Regions from separate parts of the Mus musculus genome. Here region 2 is linked to region 1. A link is a contact called in public promoter capture Hi-C data. All regions are on one chromosome and are shown on one strand. Each heading gives the region's core, a stretch centred on a gene start, on an enhancer-like site or on the middle of the called end of the contact. The rest is flanking DNA. Distances are from core to core; before and after follow the strand shown.

Region 1 (5,011 bases), core at 342-2,841:
ACCCTGTACCTCCCCCTTCCCTGAATGAGAACTATTCGTAGAATCTTAAGCAGTCAAAAACAATGGCCAATGGATGGGCACAAGGTAGAGACTCCTGGAGTTATGGCTTGGTTCAGCCACTTTCCCTAGTAGTATAGATCCGCTAAAGTATCACACAGTGCCAAGTCTCAGAATCTTGCACAGGAAAACACAAACAGCAGTCCTGGAGATGTGGCCTGGGTAGTGTGTGATCGATGCTTATGAACATTCACGTGCTCCGTTCCTCTTCATTCGGTGGACTGGGTAGGTCCACTCCGAATGGGGGAGTTGGTTCTAGAGTTAAGGCCGAACAAAGTGCTAGCCACCAGAAGCCAGGACAGGCAACTAAGAGGTCCAAGCTGTTCTTTCTCTCCACATGTGGATCTTAGGAGATTCCTGTGCCTGGAACTTGACCAACAAATAGTAAAGACATGTTTGTATCTAAAACACATTTTTTTCTTCTTCCTCTTACTACTGTTAGATCTTTCTACTTAAAAGAAAACTGCCTAGAGCATATTTGGGAGGGGAAATAACAAGAGTTGTTATCCCCAAAGCACACAAAAACACAGATCACTTTCCAAAATGCCCCTGATTTCAGAGTAAAATTGTTGACACACCCTTTAAAAAAAAAAAAGAGTTAGCTAGGAGAAAAGCTGGCCAGCTTCCCGAATTTCACTGAACTCAACGGGCCTTTGTGATGACAGAGATCTTCATGTGGTGATTGGACAGAGAGGAGCCTGAGGAACTGGCATCTTCCGGGATGCTGGAAACTAGCCAGCTCGACCACACCAAGCAAAAGCAAAAACGAAAGTGGGAGGGAGGGAGAATAATCAAACACACGTGAGGGCAGTTCTTCCCCAAATGCAAAGCACAAGTGTGCTCCCCAAAGAGAAACCGCCAGCGCACTTCAATGGCAGAGTGGAAACGCCCCCGGCAGGCTCCCACAGATGGGACCTGCACCAGTGACCTGTTTGTCCTGGAACTGGCCATCCTTCTTGCTTCCTTCCACTGCGGACCCTCCCTCCCCCTAAGCAACGGCTCCTTATTGCTAAGGAAGAGGAGATGCTTTTTAAGTAAGGGGGAATTCTCTCTGACGTAGTAAATCTCCTCACAGCGTTGTTTGTGATGTTCTTGGTGGCCTCAGTTCTTCTGAGATGTGGCAGTCCAGTGTGTTAGCAACCCCATGCAATCTGGCATCTTCACATAAGGAACACTCATTGGCGAACCAGCTTGCTTGACTTCATGGCGACAGGCCACCCAGGCACTACATACAGCCTTATCTCTTATCATCTATCGCTCTTCTTCAGGCTGGCCTCGAACTCAGAAGTCTGCCTGCCTCTGCCTTCCAAGTGCTGAGATTAAAGGCGTGTGCCATCAGTGCGCCGCTATCTATTACTCTTCTTATCACTTAAACCTCATGGTGACAAATCTGCAGAGGATCCCACTCTCCTTTCCGGAATTCTCCAATGGCTTGCCTTTACCCATCCCCACCCCTCCTCCCACACCCATCTCTCCACCCACCCCTACCCTTACTCCTCCACCGCTAATGTAGAAGACCGAAAAGGAGTTCTTTTCTGCAGCTTCACACTACAAAAGAGTGATATCGAAGACTAGGTTAGAGAAAACCATAAAAAAGAATGCTTGCATAAGGATTTTAAACGGGGGAAAGAAAACAGGAGAGATTTTTAGTGACTTTTTAAATAATTGGGTTATGATGGATTCACTCCTGTAATTACAGTGGATGGTGTGGGCACGGAAAAAAAAATAGAAAAGAAAAGGAAAACGTAGAGTAAAATACAACAGCGAGTAAGGAATTTCCTTTCACCAAATTGTCTCCGGTCCCTTAATGGTCTGTAAATCTTGCTGAGTACTTTGTGTACGGTCCCTAGCATGGTGATTTGCATCCCACTGTCGGCCTCGCTGTTGGCCGCCGCTTGCTGCTGTCTCAGTCCACTTCTGGCTGAGAAAGGTAAGGCTCGGTTTCCTTGCTCTTTGAAAGATCTGGGAGAGGCTTGTAGATTGTTTGCCGGGGTTCGCCCGGGGAGGACGGTTCATACACTCGGAAGTCTTCAGGAAAGTTTTCTAAACTTGAGCCTTCCCAAGCCCTGCGCTCAAAGGAAAAAAAAAAAAAAAAAGAACCAGGGAAATTTCCTCACTTTTCTGCACCAAGAGCTTGCAGAAAAAGAGACTGGATGCATTGTGATGAAAATTTGCACGTGGGGCCAGGTGTCGCTTCCCAGGGTGTTTAATACCAGCTAGGCACCCTGTGGGCGGAAGACTGGACATTCAAAGGCGTTTTTGCATGTTTTGCTGTGAAAAATCTTTTTGAATTTCTTCTTAAGAGATAAAGTTGGTTAAAGATGCTTGTGCCCCCGGTTGCCCTGGTGCTTCTACCCTTTTCTTCCTGGCACAATTTCTGGTTAATCTCTGAGCTTTCCATTTCTTTAAATTTACCAGTTCAAATCAGGAGTTGTCTAATTTTGGAGACTGGCATCTTCTTACCTAGACAGATGCCTTTACACTGTGCTGGGACAGTGGCGCGGAGCGCCACACCTGAAACCATGAGAAGCCGAAGCTTCCAAGTTAGAAGTAGCAGCAAACCTGTGGCCTTGCACCCTGGAGGCACAGCTCTGTTCAGTGTCTCTCCTTACCGTTTCATCCTGGGGCTCGCCATGGGAAAGGATGCCTCTCTCCCCTGTAGGTTCATTTCTTTACCTTCGGCTTAGGAAGCAAGGGAAAATGATCTTCCACTAGGATATGGTGATGTTCAGAACTTCCTGGCTGCTACTGGGGATTTGCTTAATATACAGTAAATGGCCTGTGCTAGGAATCAGGGAGGTCTTGCCCCAAAGGCAGGAGTTCCCAAGTGGGAAGCAGCTCTCTTTGAGGGTTTCTATTTGATGTAGCCTAGACCCTAGGTCACCATCTTCTGAATACCCTGGTTCCAAATATGCCCAATCTCGCCATCCAGCGATGTCACTAGTTATACGTGAGACTCCATTTCTCTAAGACTCACATTGGAAGCTGTGGGTGATGGCAGTCTGGGCTTCCAGCTGGCCTAGAGGTACCTCCTATACCCAGCATGTTGGACCTCTGACTCAGGTCTCGGTAACTTCTCAGTGTGATCAATTGGAACCAAGGAGCACTTGCTCTGGCTCACATTGGAGGAAAGGGACTCCTGGTCTCTCTGTGTCCCCCTTGGAAGCTAGGAGGGTGAGAGGTCCAGGGGGCAAGCCAGTGGCTAAAGAGAGCTAAGCATCCCTCGGATGGGAAGACGAAGCTATTCTGTCAGTGATGTGAATGAGGAGACTGGACCAGGAATTGGTAAGACTTGCACAGATGAAGGAAATCCTGGGATAACCTTTAGAAATATGGGCAGGCTTGCCATAGTGCTCTTGCTTTGCCACCGACCTGCTTCACCCCAGGTTTTAGTGGCATTTCTGTAAGACAGCCTAACCCTGTCAGGTCACTGATGATGCTGGGGCACAGCCTTGAGGATATTATTCGAAAGAATGGTGTGCCAGGTGCGTGTTTGAAGATTTAAGATATATTATTGATTAAAATAGGACCAGAAACAGCAAGGCTTGGCATAGGCGGACTATATTATGGACCGATTTATTCAGACTCTACATTTTATAAGCTCCGAGGGTGAGCTTGCACCTATTCATGACTGAGGTTCAGTGGGCCTGGTGGTGAAGGTCTGTGACTGTAGCGACTGAAGAAACTGAGACAGGGGGATTTAAAGGTCAAGGCGGAGAGTGGGCTGGGAATATAGCTGAACGGTAAAGTTCTTGCTGAGTACATATGAGACTCTGGGCTCGATCTCCAGGATAGAGGAAAAACTGGGGTCTGAAGCGAGAGTTTATTTCTTTGTGAACTTAAGTCATTTTATTTACCTCTGTATGTCTCCATAACTTTATTTACAAATGAATGAGAATACTAACGTGTGTCAGTCCTTAATATCATACCACACCCATAATAAGTGCTTTGTCCATAGAGGCAATGTTGCTGGTGACAGTGGTGGCCAATTTCAGGTTTGCCAAAACCACTCATCGCCCAGAACAAGCAGTAAGCAATCCCTGCTTAAATCAAGATAACCCGGGGTTTCCCAGCTTAACCAGGAATGTAGTCTTTCCCGCCCTCTTCTGTAAATGAAGGAACATCAAACGAGGGGAGGGGCCATCTCACACATACATGAGTAAAAAAAAAAAAAAAAAAAAAAACAAACCTGTGAGCATAGAGCATTGGCTTTCTGCTGGTCTAGAGGCTGGGCTCGGAGGTTTGACAACTCCACAGCTGTTCCTGCCTCTGAGGAGCGTCTGTCCCCCGGCTCTGTCCGTCAGCTAGGTCTGCAGTGCTGACTCTGGGATTCTCTTATGAAAATGCCTGATTGCCCAGCCAGAGGAGGAGGAGGAGGAGGAGGAGGAGGAGGAGGAGGAAGATCTAGAGTTAGGCTGGGGAAAAAAATGAGTAACTCAGAGCAGCCTGCTTCAATAAATGCTGGGAGAGAAAGAAAAGCCGAGGCTGGCTCCAGTCTCTGGGGACTCTGAGGTGATGATCCGGAATTATCATGTCCCCGAGCGGAGTTGGAGCATGCCAAAACTCTGAATCTGCTGGTGAGGAAAAGAAGAAGGAAGAAAGAAGAAAGAAAGGAAAAAGAAGGGAGGGACATGCTAGAGGAAGAGGGAGTTAATTGAGAGGGGAGGGGAGGGGAGGGCAAGCCTCCCTGAGGAGCCGGGGTGACAGGAAAGAAGAGTTCCAGGATCCAAAGCCTTGTCTGCAGTTAAGTATTTGTATGTCTGTTCTGTCCCCCAGAGGCAATCCCTGGTCTGTCCTTTTACCAATGCCCAGTGGGTGACAGGCTCTTTCCCAGAAGTTGAACGGAGCTACGCTGGCAGATCCCTCTCTCCCAAGTCAAGTGGCCTCTCTGGTAATGGACTGCCTTTCTGTGAGGTATGTGTTGTGAATTTCCGGACAGATCTTTGATTTTAAG
Region 2 (4,602 bases), core at 1,572-4,071, 240 kb after region 1:
CTGTGCTGGTGTCTCACAATAGTAGAAATACATAAAAAGAAAATGTATTGCTTTTTAATAAGTCTTTAATGCCATCTGGAATTCACTATTGCTGCACAGGCTGGGGTGGGAAGGCAAAAATGTGTCACAATGAGGTTGAAGGACATTTTAGAGCCCTAGGGACTGTTGTTATTATTATTATTATCATCATCATCCAGAGGCAAGCTAGCCCCTGTCTGTTTCACAGATGTCTTAAGTGGAGACTAGTTCCCTTCCAGTTTCCATGGGGATGACAGGTAACCGATGATAAGTGTCACAGCACAGTACTCACCTACATAGAAATCTGGAGAGTGTTTGAGGAAAGAAGCTAGTGTTGGACACAGCTTTTCCCCTTACTCACAGTGTGAGTATAAACAAAGGCAGATTGAAGTGCACCGTCTGGCTCCAAAGGAGACCTTCAGGGTCATCACCGTCAGCTGTAGGCATGAAAATTACCCACATGAGAGCCGGAAGAAAATGAACTTTGCTATGAGATTGTCTTCTAAGAAAGTTAGAAGCTGCACCCATGAAGTTCACCAACATAGCTGCCTAAACGAGATCTGAACAAAGAGAACACCAATAGCCATATTGATCCTGAAGCTGATCCTAGACACCTGACTCCAGTTACCCCCTGAATGTAACAAATGCTAAGTAGATTATGTAATATCCAGCAAATCTGTCTGAAGGCACACGCGCTCCTTGGGGGCAGGCTTCTGGATTGTAGCCTCCAGATAGCATAGCAAGGAAAGACAGGCCTTTCTGGTAACCCCAAGACCATTCTCCCTCCACTAGGGCTAAAGTTCTCAGATAGCCTGCAGCCTAGTGGCATGGGACAGGAAATATGCGTGCAAAATGAAGAGACAAACAGAAAACGCATCCTGGGCTCTGGCTGCTGCCCACTCCTGGAGAAAGCTGTGTTTTCACCTCCCCTCACCCTTTCAAGGTCCTTTTAACTCTGGATGGAACTGATGATGGGCCAAACCAAGAGGATGGGCAAGGGAAACGTATTGTACTGGGCTAGATTACAGCTAGCTTTGACAGCAAGCATGTTCTAGGCAGCCTGGGTCAATTTCTGCCCTTTTCATCCTAAGAGAAACTTTACCACATTGTTACTCAGTGTGTTAGGGAGAGGCTAGGTGGTCTCCTCGTGGGAAATGCATCCCCTTTGAGTTGTTTAAAAGCTTATATTTCGCTTTCAAGATAAAGAACAGGGAAGCTGGTATAAAGCAGTCCCAAGGGGTGTGTCTAACCATTTGTGTGTCCCTACAGGTATAAAGTGGTTGAACTTTTCTTCTATCTCACGATGGGATTTTCTCCAGCCTTGGTGGTGACATCAATGGTGAGACGTGGCTTTAGAATTTTGGTTCCTTCCTCCCTAAATCCCTGATACTCTGATGTAATGAGAAATGTGCAGTTTTCCCTTTTGGAGCTTTGATATATCCATTAACTATAGACTTGAGAGAGAACCATATGAGTTACACTAGCTATCCCCAAGGCTTGGCAACGCTGTGTATATATTGGGTGGGTTTGTTCTGTACTTTTTTGTTTTGGATGATGGCTTCCCCCCTCAACCCCCATCTCATCACCCTTCTTTCAGAGACTTGTCTAAAAGATTAGAAGTAGCTGTTTGAGGTTGAGTAATGGGGCTATTTAAGCCTGACTCTCTGGAAGAGGCTATTTGGAGTTCTGTTATGGTAAAGAGAGCATGAATGACTGACATAAAATCTTAAGAATTCGAGGGATCTTTGAAGGTTGTGGTGGCCCACCGTATGGTCCCTACCCAGCTGAAGAGGGAAAGCTGTAAGTTTGAGGTCAGAAGGAAAAGCCTAGCATTTGCCCCAGCTTCGTGCTCAGTAGTTTTCAAGTCCTTTTACTTCATTTTTTTAAAATTTGCTTTGAAGTAGTAGTAGCTCTCGTTCTAAGAAAGGAGAGTGGCTTTAAAACAAAACAACTGTTATTTTCCTTTTAACTTTGCTTGAGAATAGCTTGGGAACTTCAGTATAAGAGTGTTACATTATCTTTAGTGAATTCTTGTGTACGGTGTGTTTCAAGTTCTCTTTCCAGTGGAATTACCATGTAGAAAACCATAGACACCTGTCACTTTGAGTCCACAACTATACATTGCAGTCTCATCCAGCTCTGCTGGCCACTGGCTTACTTCCTCCGATGTCTTGTGTTCGGCACTGGCCGTTAGCCACTGTACTAATTAAAGAACTGCAGCTTATTTAGTTTTAACTCATTTCTTTATTCTCAGTTGTCCAGAGTCAGGGTTGGACGTGAGATTTCATTACTGAGTTTCTACACACAATGTGAGAATGTAATTCCATCCCCTAGTGCTCACCTCTCCCCACCCCAATCCCCAGGACCCCCCTCCCACCCCAGGGCTTTCTTCCCTCTCACCAAGGCCCAACTCCCCTCCCACTCCCCAGGGCCCACCTCCAGCTCCCAGGACCCACCTCCCTGTCTCCAGTGCCTACCTCCCCTCTCACTCCCCAGGGCCCGCCCTCCTCAGAAGAGTGCCCCTTGGAGCTAAAATCTGGTTCTGAGGTTTCAGAAAACATTGCTTGTGAAAGTGTCAAAAATTATATTTCCTCGATATATGAGTTTGATGGTAGTTTTAGTAATTTACCTAGCACGACTGCACGGATAAATACATATTATCTATGTCTGTGTGTGCGTACACATAGATGTACATGGCTCACTTGGCAAAGGCAGCAGAAAAGGATGAGAAGAGGTAGGCAGGCATGTGACTGAAGTGAGAAAACTGGGCCACGGCTATTGCATCCATAGGGCAGTTCAGGACAGCCAGAGCCATAATAGCAAAGTCTATGTGGATTGGTTACTAATTATTAGAGCAGTTTCAAGTCAATTCCCTCTGGCTGTCATAAAAGCAGGTTTATCCAGTATTTTTACTGGCCCGAATCTGTAATCGGCCTTTTCCTAGGTGCTATAATAGCCAGTGACTAATGTTTATGAAAATGAAGCAGGGTAATTCACACACTGCTGTCACAGAACTTAGGGTCCAACAGATAGACAGTTTCCGTTCAATAGGAGACTGTAATAAAGTTTTATAATATCCCCGATGGCAGGGGATGGGGAAGGGACAACTCAGGTTGCTATGGAAACATGAGGTTGAAGTACTAAAATAAGTGATAGGTATGCTGATTCAGAAAGACAAGTAGAAAGCAGGAACAGTCAGTGTGAGGCAGGTGTTACCAACAGAGGGTACAGCACGCCTGGGAGGGCACCCCCGCCTTTGGAGAGCTGATAATAATCTGGAGATCTAGACAGAGTCCAGATCAAAAGGGTTATGTAAGAGTGAGCGCTGAGCTGTGGAGCTGAGTCCTGGGTCTCAGGCTTCACTCTTCTGCCACGAAGAGCTAGAGCGCTCAATAATGAATTAAAGCTGCGGGCTCTCCAAGCATTAAGCACAGAGAGTGCGGAGCGGGATGCTTGAAGGCAGAGAAACCAAAAGCTGAGCTCTGGGTTCTACCCCTCCCCCCCACCCCCCGCCCGCATTGTTTTCCTGTAGACTTTCCAAATAGCAATTAAAAGAGAGCACAGAGAACAGCTGTCTTCCTAGAAATCAGACGTGAGACAGTTGATGGGGCAGGGACCTAGGGAGGAGAGAGCTGCCGAGACGGACCTGCAGGAATCTACAAAGGAGTATGCGCGGCCAGGCATCAAGCTGGATGTGTGCAGGGCAGAATTCTGGAAGCCCTCACTGGGAATAACCATTTGATGGCGAGGAGCTAAACAATGCTGCCAGAAGCACTGAATTCAGGGGAATAGTGGAGCGCCCACCATTCCAAGTGGTTAGAACCACATCGGATATCACACATCTCTGGCTTTTGGGTGACCAAGCTTACTTTAGGGGCAGAGGAACTCCGCCCCTCTGTCTTAGTTGCTTTTTTATCACTGTGACAAAAAAAAAGTTCAAAAAGCAAACAAAACAAAACAAAAATAACGACAAAGCACAAAAAGAAAGGGAGGAGGGATTTGTTCTGGCTCGTAGTGTTGGAGGCTTTAGCCTGTAGTTACTTGACTGTTGGCTGTGGGCTCTCTCATGGGAAGGCGTGCTGTGGAGAGAGCAGAAGAGGGTGGAGTACCTCACAGCAGACAGAGAGGTAGCTAAGAAGGAGCCAGGGACAAGCTAAGCCCTTGAGAGGCATGCCCCTGCCAACCTGCTTCCTCCCACAAGGCCCCACCTGAGAATAGGTCAGTATACAAAATCTTCTGATGAAAATAGGCAATGTACGTAGACAATAAAGCAGCCTTTGGTACTAAAGAATTAGAACTGTTCCACAAAATGATAGAGGTGCTCCAAACGTTTAAAGATTCGATGGCATACGCCTATATAAACACTTGCATCTTTGAAGTGACTAGTAAGGAATATGCAACCTGACAAGTTGTGGGCTGCAGCCCAAGCCGTGTTGGGAAAGAGGCACGGTGCTTTAGATGACTCTGTGAGTGTGCAGGTTGCTTTGATGAATCATCCTGACTCGGCCGAGGTACCCAGATGTTTGCCCATTAACAGCCTGGTTGTTGTGAGGGTACTTCTTCAGTAACATTAGCATTCAATTC

What was found. Promoter capture Hi-C pulls out the DNA fragments that hold promoters and counts their contacts.
Region 2: a contact with region 1 is called in a promoter capture Hi-C map of liver. The contact joins the enhancer-like site here to the promoter of Tmem100 in region 1. A contact is called at or near these places in 3 of 39 promoter capture datasets (the C10 cell line and liver), 1 of 115 datasets of contacts at active chromatin or transcription factors (bone marrow-derived macrophages) and 1 of 9 other capture datasets (macrophages).

The regions. Positions count from the first base shown.
Region 1 is chr11:90,028,757-90,033,767 of GRCm38.p6, forward strand. It overlaps Tmem100 (transmembrane protein 100), which reads left to right and starts at 1,592. Exons shown (of 3, transcript NM_026433.2): 1 at 1,592-1,987; 2 at 4,834-4,971.
Region 2 is chr11:90,266,225-90,270,826 of GRCm38.p6, forward strand. Mmd (monocyte to macrophage differentiation-associated) reads left to right here. Exons shown (of 7, transcript NM_026178.2): 6 at 1,288-1,357. Among named protein-coding and RNA genes, the nearest start is that of Mmd, 19 kb to the left of the region's middle. Within about 2 kb of position 2,822, at least 44 of the 459 cell types and tissues checked have an H3K27ac peak or open chromatin away from gene starts, as enhancers often do. A contact at or near this core is called in liver, where this site is marked.